Linked DNA regions of Oryctolagus cuniculus: region 2 is linked to region 1. Evidence: chromatin contacts called from public Micro-C data. All regions are on one chromosome and are shown on one strand. The core of a region is the stretch at or near the end of the contact, and the rest is flanking DNA. Distances in the headings are between cores, read along the strand shown.

Region 1 (4,570 bases), core at 1,256-3,755:
TGCCCATATGATTCTTCTTTGAGCTAGCAAGCTACATCTGGAAATCACACCCTGCCTTATTTCTTCTCCATGGAGCATTTCCAGGCTCCATGAAATGTGCCTTTAAACCCTGAATCTCTCCCAGGAAAGCTCTACAGAGGGACTGTTCTCAGCCATGTTCCTAGCACATACATTCCCACCTAGCCCCAGCAAACACATCCCGCAGAGGTGGCAGGTGGACAACCACCATAGCCCAGGGCCCATCCCAACCATGCCGAGAAAACCCCCTTCATAACACACAAGCCCTGAACCCCGAGACCTGCGCTCACTCCCCACCCCCTCCAGCTCTGAGTCCATGGCCATTTCCACACTGAACATGGCCTTGGCAGAGCTGTGCCCTGAAGGTCGGTGACAAGTGAGTCAGGAAGTCTGTACGCTTCAGCATCTGGCTCTTACAGACAAAAGGAAATTGCATAGTGGAAAAGAATGACAATCCAGTACCCAGATTCTCGGGGTGGGAAAGAATGCTTCCAGGCCACGCCCCTTCCAGAAAGAAAGGAGAGTCAAGGTGTTTCAGACACCAACAGAGCCCCTCCAACTTGAAGCCTTCCCTGGCTGGGGGGGTGGGGGGGTGGTCTGAGGCTTTTGGCTACCTTTAAAAAAAAAGATTTTTATTTATTTGAAAGAATTGCGGAGAGATAGAGATAGAGAGAGAGGTCTTCCATCTGCTGGTTCACTACTGAAATGGCCACAACAGCTGGAGCTGAGCTGAGCCGAAGCCAGGAGCCAGGAGCTTCTTCCAGGTCACCCACGCAGGTGCAGGAGCCCAAGGACTTGGGCCATCTTCTACTGCTTTCCCAGGCAGAGAGTGGGACTGGAAGTGGAGCAGCTGGGACTAGAACTGGCGCTTCAGGCCAGGGCTTTAACCTGCCATGCCACAGTGCTAGCCCCAACTACCTTGTTGAACTAACACACCAAGCAACCAGTGTGGGATTCTGATCTGCCACCCCAGCAGAGGTGTGATGAGCCAAACCAATCTGGCTGCCCCCCCCCCCACGCCCGCATTGAAACCAGTGGCACAAGTGGCAGGGTGAGAACTGGAAATCCTTCACCTCAAAGTTCCCCCACCCCAACCTGAACGGGTTCCAATACTAAGTTCCTGGAGGAAAGGCCCTGTGACCTGGCCTGTCATCAGGACCCCTCACAAGGCAGGGCACCCTTAGGGGTGGGGAATCTTTTCTACTGCCAAGGGCCATTTAGGTATTTATAATATCATTCGTGCACCAGGCAAAATGATCAACTTAAAAATTAGCCTGCTATGGATTTATGGAATTTCAAGGCCCACCTGCGGTTGCCTGGATAAGGCCAGACCAAAGGATTTCGCGGGCCTTATATGGCCCTCGGGGCCTGGCGTCCCCCACTCCTGCCCCATTCTGTCAATGCCCGGCCGATTCATTGGCACAGAAGTTTCCAAAGAAGGGATCAGAGCTTTCGGGTGAACCCCCCCAGTTACTCGTGAGGCCCAAGGGAGAGAAAGAGCACCCCAGACGCTCTCCACTCAGCAGGCGCTTCCCACAAAGGATACCTTAGTGGGACCTTTGCCCAAAGTCGCAAACACGCAGTTCCCTCTCGGGCATTCCCTGCAGGCCTCCGAACAGCGCCAAGCGACCAGGCGGGAAGAGAAGCGCGAGGGTCTCCATGGGGACTCGCGCGTGCCACTTCCCTCCCAGCCGCCCCCCCTCCCCCAAATCTTTGCCTGGAGCCCACAGCCGCCCTGGTACACCGGACAGGACAGGGAAGGTGGGCGGGAGCAGGAAAGTAGGGATTGAGGGGAAGTTTCAAGGGGGCGTGCCGACAGGGGGAGGATTATCGTTCTCATGAGTCAGCGACCAGGCCCGGCGTGACTTCACTGCTTCCCAAGAAGAGGCGCCCGGGGCAGGGCGCAGCTCGGAGTGCGGCAGCGGGAGTGGAAGGTCGGAGCACCGGGTGCCTGAGCGGGATGGGCCTCAGGGCTGGGCCGGCCAGGCCACTCGGGGCTGTCGTGGCACGCCAGCGGGGAAAGCGGGGGAGGTGGTGGGTGGGTGGGGGAGGCAGCCGAGCCCACCTCTTCTGCTCCTCCTCCTCGGAGGCCAATTCCCGCCACCACGCCAAGAGCCGCGCGGAGTGCGCTCCTCCTGCAGGTGGCGCTGCAGAGGCGCCCTGCGGGGAGGGGCGGAGAGCTCAGCCCCCACCGAGAATCCGGGATTTGGGGGGTGCGTGAGCCGCAAAACGAGGTGGCAGGGGAAGGACGTGAGGGGCCACCAGAGCCCCGCCGCCCCTCGAGCCAGCCGCCCCGGACTCTAGAAAAAGCGATGTTCCCATCCAAGGGACGGAAGAGGCGGGAGAGCGACGGGCGGCGCCAGAGACCCGGCCTAGGGCTGGCCAGTGCGCGCTTTTCCGCAGTCTCTCGGGCCGTTTCCCAGGCTCCGCAGAGTTCGAGGCAGCTCTTCGCTTCGGCTAAGGGATTGCGGTTTGCGGGCCGTGTTTGCTCTCCCGGGATGGCGCGCTTGACCCGCGCGCGCGGGCCATAGAATGGAAACTTTGAGTCGCGTCTCGGGCGTTGGGGGTGGGTTTCCTTGCACAGCCGCTTTCTATCTGGCTCCCTTGAGACCAAGAATGCATCTCTAACCCAGGGACACAGACTGTGGCCAGGTCTGGGGCGCAGGATTCATTCTAGATGAGGGTGAGGGGCCCAGCCTCATGCGACAGCAGGGGTTCCGTGTTTGTTAATGCAGCCAAAAAAGAAGAAAGCTGACAGTCCGATCTGGGATTCAAACTTGGGACCTTGGTCTCCGTAGACAGAGCTTTGTGTCGCTAACTCCTTGCAGGCCCCGAGTTCTCGAAGTCCTGTGATGCTGCCTTGGACCTCCCCGCGGTGGTTCATGGCTATGCGGTGGCTGCTTAGTTAGCGTACTGAGAAAATCAGAGCACAAAAATAGCCTGTGGCCAGACACCTTTGAGCTGAAGAGAAGAGGTGTTGGGGGCTTCTCTCCCTCTCCAGTGGCTATTTCCACCGTGCGGCCTTTACGTATAAACTCTGCGGGCAGCGTGTCCCCTTTTTCGGTGCCAAGACATCAAAGCCGCGCTGCGACCTAGGGTTCCGGGTGTCTCTTCTCCCCTGTCAGCTCATCCATCCAACTCTCCTGCTTCCAGGGTGTCCAAAGCCATCTGAGAAAGTTATCTAAAGATTTTTTCCGTAGAGGATGGGGGGAGGGGAAGGGAGTGGGAACCCCACAGGATCCTAAACGTTCCCAGGTTTCACTGTGTGCCAGGAGAAATACCGTCTGTCTCCCGCCCAGACCTCAGAGGCCGGGCCTCCTTCCTACAGGGCGGTGCCCAGCTATTCCTGGAAACCGGCTCCTTTCTGGGAGCCCCCTCCCCAAGGTGCCTGCTCCCAGAGCACCGCTGAGGAAAAGGATCAAATTGGCCAAGCTTGATGCCCCCGCTGCGTCCCCCCCCCCAGCCTCCGCTTTCTGCCGCTCCCCGTCGCCCCCCCCCCCCCCCGCGCCCGCTTTCTGATCCACAGTCCTCAGTCTGCGACCACCCCGCGATGCCACCGGGCTGCGGCTCTCCCTCCAGCCTGGCCCTCCGCCCCACTAGGTGGCTGGGAGAGGATCTGATAGACTAATTTGTGTTAATGTGATAATGGGCACTAATGGGGTCACGTGTGAACCACGGGCCAAGTGCTAGCACAGCCGTCACTGCCTCAAGCCCACGTCCAGGCTGCAGGGATGGGAATTTCAGGCTGACTAATCGCCACCGCCTGCTGGAGGGGGTGGGGGAGTGGGAGGAACCGAAGCCCGGGGGGACGATCCCAGGGTGCTAGTGCGTCCGAGCTGCTGCCTGGGTTTCAGTTTCAGCCTTGGCTGACACTTTCCTCCGCCGAGTGGAATCGCTTTGCTTCCCCCGCAGCCCCTCTCCCTCCCCCGCTGCCCCCCTTTTGCACTGCTGGCCTCCCTCAGTCAAGCCCTTCGCTTCGAGAGATGGGAAGATAATTTGGCAGCCAGCGGGGGGGGGGGGGGATGTACACGTAGACACCCTCCGACGCACAGGCTCACAGCCCCGCTGCCTTGCAGACACACACTTGCACACGCCCTCCACAAACACACAGGCACGCGCGACGGGGCTCGCCATGCACATCGGAGCGCCGAGCACTCGCCCGCCCGCATGCACGCACGCACCACACGCACGCAGGCACGCACGCAACCGGCCGGCCCCGGGGTTGCGGCCTCGCCTCGCCTCGCCGCTGGCTGTGAGAGCCGCCCAGGCACACATGGGTGGGGGAGGCCCAGCCAGAGGCCTCTCCCCCGCACAGACCCACACGCACACCGGCACGAGTTGGAGATGGCTTCCTCAAAAGAGAGCTGGAAAGTTTGCTGCCAGCGAAGGGGCCTAGACATTCCGCGAAATGACTCACACTGCACCTTGTGGACATTAAATGTTGTCTTTTTCTGCGTTAAACACCAACAACCAAGAAGCCTCACCCCCTGCCGTGGGGGCAGGGTGAAGTGGAGGAGCTCTCCCGTCGGGCCTCCGCCTCCGCCAGTGGGGC
Region 2 (4,326 bases), core at 703-3,202, 46 kb before region 1:
CCAAGCTGAAGCCAGGAGCCAGGACCCTGACTGGGTCTCCCATATGGGTATAGGGGCCCAAGCACTTGGGCCATCCTCTGCCACCTTCCCAGGTGCATCAGCAGAGAGCTGGATCGTAAGCAGAGCAGCTGAGACCTGAACCAGCACCCATATGGGACGCTGGTGTTGCAGGCAGCAGCTTCACCCACTCCCCCACAATGGTGACCAGTGATTGTGTTTTGAATGTATAGTTATTTTCATAGGTACCTGATCATCACGATTTTGACAAGCATCTTACAAGCCTTTTTTACAGACATGTTAAGTTTGTATTTAATCAATCCATGTTTATTAATGTTTTTTAGAAAGATCAATGTCTGAGGGCCAGTGCTATGCGTAGCAGGTAAAGCCACTGCCCAGAGTGCTAGCATCCCATATGGGCACTGGTTGGAGTCCCAGCTGCTCCTCTTCCAATCCAGCTCTCTGCTATGGCCTGGGAAAGCATTAGAAGATGGCCCAAGTGCTTGGGCCCCTGCACCCACGTGGGAGACCTGGAAGAAGCTCCTGGTTGCAGATCGGTCCAGCTCTGGCTGTTGCAGCCATTTGGGGAATGAACCAGCAGGTAGAAGACCTTCTCTCTGGCTCTACCTCTCTCTGTCTAAAATAACACTACCTCTCAAGCAAACATATAAAATATTTTTTTAAAAAAGATCAATGTCTGTTAAGACCTTAAAACATTAAAGAAATATGTTTACCTAATGCTAGAATTGACATTTTCAGTATTTATCCCTCAAAGCAGCTCTAGGTAAAATGTCTCTAATTCCCTGTATTTCTAAACACTTTTTAATCTGCTTAACAAGTAAGGGAACACGGGATCATTTTCACTCAATAAAGACTGAGCTAGACTTCCTAAAACAGTGCTGTAACTTCATTCTGTATCCCCATTCCATAAAATTTGTGTGTGTGTGTGTGTGTGTGTGTGTGTGACTTCATCCTCTATGTGATTAGGCTAAATCTTTTGCCGGTTTAAGTACGGCTCCACCGAACATACCTGTCCTTGTATTCATACTTCTTAGTATATAGTATGTACTCTCTTGTCATCGGACCCTAAAAATGTGCTTTTTTTTTTATACCTCCGGGCCTTTTAATTTACCAAGCAGCAAGGTGCTTCCTATAAGACACATTACAAACATTGGTTCATCTAGACTTCCTCACACCTTGTGAGACTGGCAGATCAGGAAAGTGAGGCGCAGTCAAGTGACCTGCTCTGAATCCAAGGTCACATGCTCAGCCACTCTGAAGGTTACCTTTGATCCCAAAGTATTGGTCATGTGCAGTAACATTCCTGCTCCTCCATGGTTTGCAATTCAGTACTCATCTTCAAGACACAGCGCAAATAACACTTCTTGTGTGATATCCTTCCTTAGTGATTCCACACTCTTCTCTCTCGATCTGGCCCTCATATATTATTTTATATTTAAATGACCAGTATATGTCATCTCCCCAACAAGACAGCGACCAGATCCTGTCTTTTTCCTCTCTGCCAGTCTCTTTTATAGTACAATGCAAGCAGCAAATGCTGAATACATACTTGTTAAACGAATATGCAACCCCAATCTGAAAAAGCCATGTGTTACATTCCGCACACAGCCAAAAACAATTCTTTCCAATCTATCTTATATTTGGCAGCGCCTCACCCAATTCCCCCCACCACTCTGAAAGCCCTACATTCAGATTTCTCCTAGACACTCTGTGTAGCACCAACCATGTTTGCTAGCATCCTGCTCTTCAGCACCTAATCTATAACAGCAGGAGACTACCGCAGTACCTTGTACAGCATCTAGGGCACAGAATTGCATAATATAAAAGTGAAACGGCGAAAGAGCGCGCCGAGTGGTTACTTGCCCCGGAAACGGGCAGGGTGGGCAACTTGTAAAAGACGGAAGTACACTCCGGATTTGCGAAGTCAGGTGGCCCGGCTCGGACCCAGGGAAAGACTGGAAGTGGACCACAGGAAGAGAATCCGGAAGGCTTAAGTGTCTTGTGGCCTAAAAAAGGACAGCGTGCGGTGCTGGGGCCACGCTTTGTGAGGTGCTATGATCAGTTCCCTTTACCGACACAGCGGCAGACACAACCACCAGACAAAGCGGATCCACGAATACCTCTTCGGACAGCATTCCAAAACCGCTCAGCCCAGCCCACCGCCACCGACAGGCGAAAACTTGCTATCTGGAGCTGGCTGGGGGGAGGGGGGCGGTCTCTGGAAGCACGCGGGCAGCTAGGCGCATGCGCAAATCTTTTCCATTTGTGGACCAATCACAAGGTGGCGCCGAGTGCTACGCCTGCGCAATAGGCATCTGCTCGCCGTCCCCCCCTCCCCTGTGTCTAGCAGGCCGGCCTCACTGTCCAATGCCCACCCGGGGCTGGGAGGAGGAGCTTGCGTAGTGTGCGTGTGAAAGGCGGGGGAGCGGGCCGGGGCCCGTGGTGTTTGACCCGGCTGTCGGTGCGTAAGAAGAAAGGGAAGGAGGAGGTCCAGAGTAGCCGTTGCCGAAATGTTCCGGTGTGGAGGCCTTGCGGCGGGTGCTTTGAAGCAGAAGTTGGTGCCCTTGGTGCGGACAGTGTGCGTCCGAAGCCCGAGGCAAAGGAACCGGCTCCCAGGTGACTGACACATCCCGGGCAACCCCCACCTTGACGTCCAAGGGCTTGGGCGCCATAGGCTCCCTTTGCCTCGCAGCGCCCCCCCCCCCCAAAAAAAAACCTTAAAATTGTCACTTTCTCGTGAATTCTTAATTGGCAGAATCCAAACCTGAGTTTTGCAAGCAGAGGAGTTGGCACAATCCTGCCGACCTGACCTTCAAGAGATTTGAACCCAGTAGTTGGCTTGAGGCCTTTTCCTGTGGGGGTTTGCTATGTAGTGGTAACAGAACAAGTGGCCCTCTCGTATTGTCACTGCCTCCCTGCCACCTGCATCCCGCATCTTTAGGGCAATGAGGTCAAGTAGACTTTGCCATTTGCCTTGTGGGAGCCTTTAAACAGAATATTTAAGCCCTATGCCTAAGTTTCTTCCATAACCTTTCAAACCCCAGATGAGATCCAGAGATTTGAGTGCTCCATGAAGCAAATGGTGTAGTACAAATAAGATGTCAGGCGGTTGTGCACCAGCCTCCAAGAGAATGGGTGCAGAATTAATTTGAGAGTCCTGGCCAGTGTCATTCTTGGTGCTCTTTAAAGCTCTAAACAGCTTGCAGCGTGCATTATATTTGCCCTCCAGGAGGTTGCTTGATCAAATTTTAGAGCTGCAAGGGGTTTTGTGGTAAAGTTCAACCCACTCATTTTATGGGTAATAAACTGAGACAGGTGAAATTACTTGCTCAAGGTCACATAGTTAATTAATAGGTAGGGCTAAGGATAGTTTGCCAGACTCTAGGCTCTTATTCCCTTGCTATAACCCCACGTTGCTACCTAGTTTGGCTTCAAAAAGTGAAGGATGAATTTTGTTCCCTCCCCAGTAATTCTCATTGTACCTCAGATAGCCATGAATTTGTCTGAGTATGGCTTGAGCCTACTTTATAAAAAGAAAAAAGATTTATTTATTTATTTATTTGAAAGGCAGAATTAGAGGGAGAGGCAAAGAGACAGCTTCCATCTGCTGGTTCTCTTCCCCAAATGGCTACGATGGTCAGGGCTGGGCCAGGCAGAAGCCAGGAGCCTGGAGCTACATCTGGATCTCCCACATGGGTGTCAGGGGTTCAACTACTTGGACCATCTTCCACTGCTTTCCTGGGTGCATTAGCAGGGAAGTGGACTGGAGGTGGAGCAGCCAGGACTTGACCTGGTGCTTCCATGGGATGCAGCGGCTTAACCTACTGTGCCACAGCACTGGCCCCAATAAGCACAATTTGACAGGGATAATAAGTAATCCACATATACAAGATGCAATTTTTGAATGTCCACCTTAGGGAATTTGCGTTTGCAACATCAAAATTATCCTTGAGGGTTTTAATATGTGAAAGCACCCACCTTATGAGTGCTTTAAAAATGAACAGTGGAAAAACATTTCCCTTGGATTCGTCAAGTGATTGCAAATGTATGTTTGAACAGTTTTTCCTATTGCTGTGGGTCAAGAAAATGTTTCCTGGTAGGTGTGTATGAGTGATGTCCTTGGAAGTACTGCTTTTAGAACTCCTAAACGGATGTCCCATCAATAGATGTCATCTCTGTGGGTTGCTGCATTGAAACGATGGTGCTTTATGCACGCTGCACAGAACTTTACAGAGAAATTGAGATGACCTGAGGATTTTCATTCACACTGGCCTTTCGAACGTTGTGTACTCATTTTGGTTAAGACAC

Evidence for each region. Hi-C and Micro-C count contacts between places; a contact is called where the count stands out from the background.
Region 2: a contact with region 1 is called in a Micro-C map of ear pinna, with 8 times the contacts expected there. The contact joins the promoter of AIFM1 here to the enhancer-like site in region 1. A contact is called at or near these places in 2 of 6 Hi-C or Micro-C datasets (ear pinna and an unstated tissue).

What each region holds. Positions count from the first base shown.
Region 1 is chrX:107,795,161-107,799,730 of mOryCun1.1, reverse strand. No RefSeq gene overlaps it. Among named protein-coding and RNA genes, the nearest start is that of ELF4, 6.3 kb to the right of the region's middle. Within about 2 kb of position 2,505, at least 4 of the 8 cell types and tissues checked have an H3K27ac peak or open chromatin away from gene starts, as enhancers often do. A contact at or near this core is called in ear pinna, where this site is marked.
Region 2 is chrX:107,840,734-107,845,059 of mOryCun1.1, reverse strand. AIFM1 (apoptosis inducing factor mitochondria associated 1) reads left to right here and starts at 1,952. Exons shown (of 16, transcript XM_002720291.5): 1 at 1,952-2,634. The coding sequence starts at 2,529.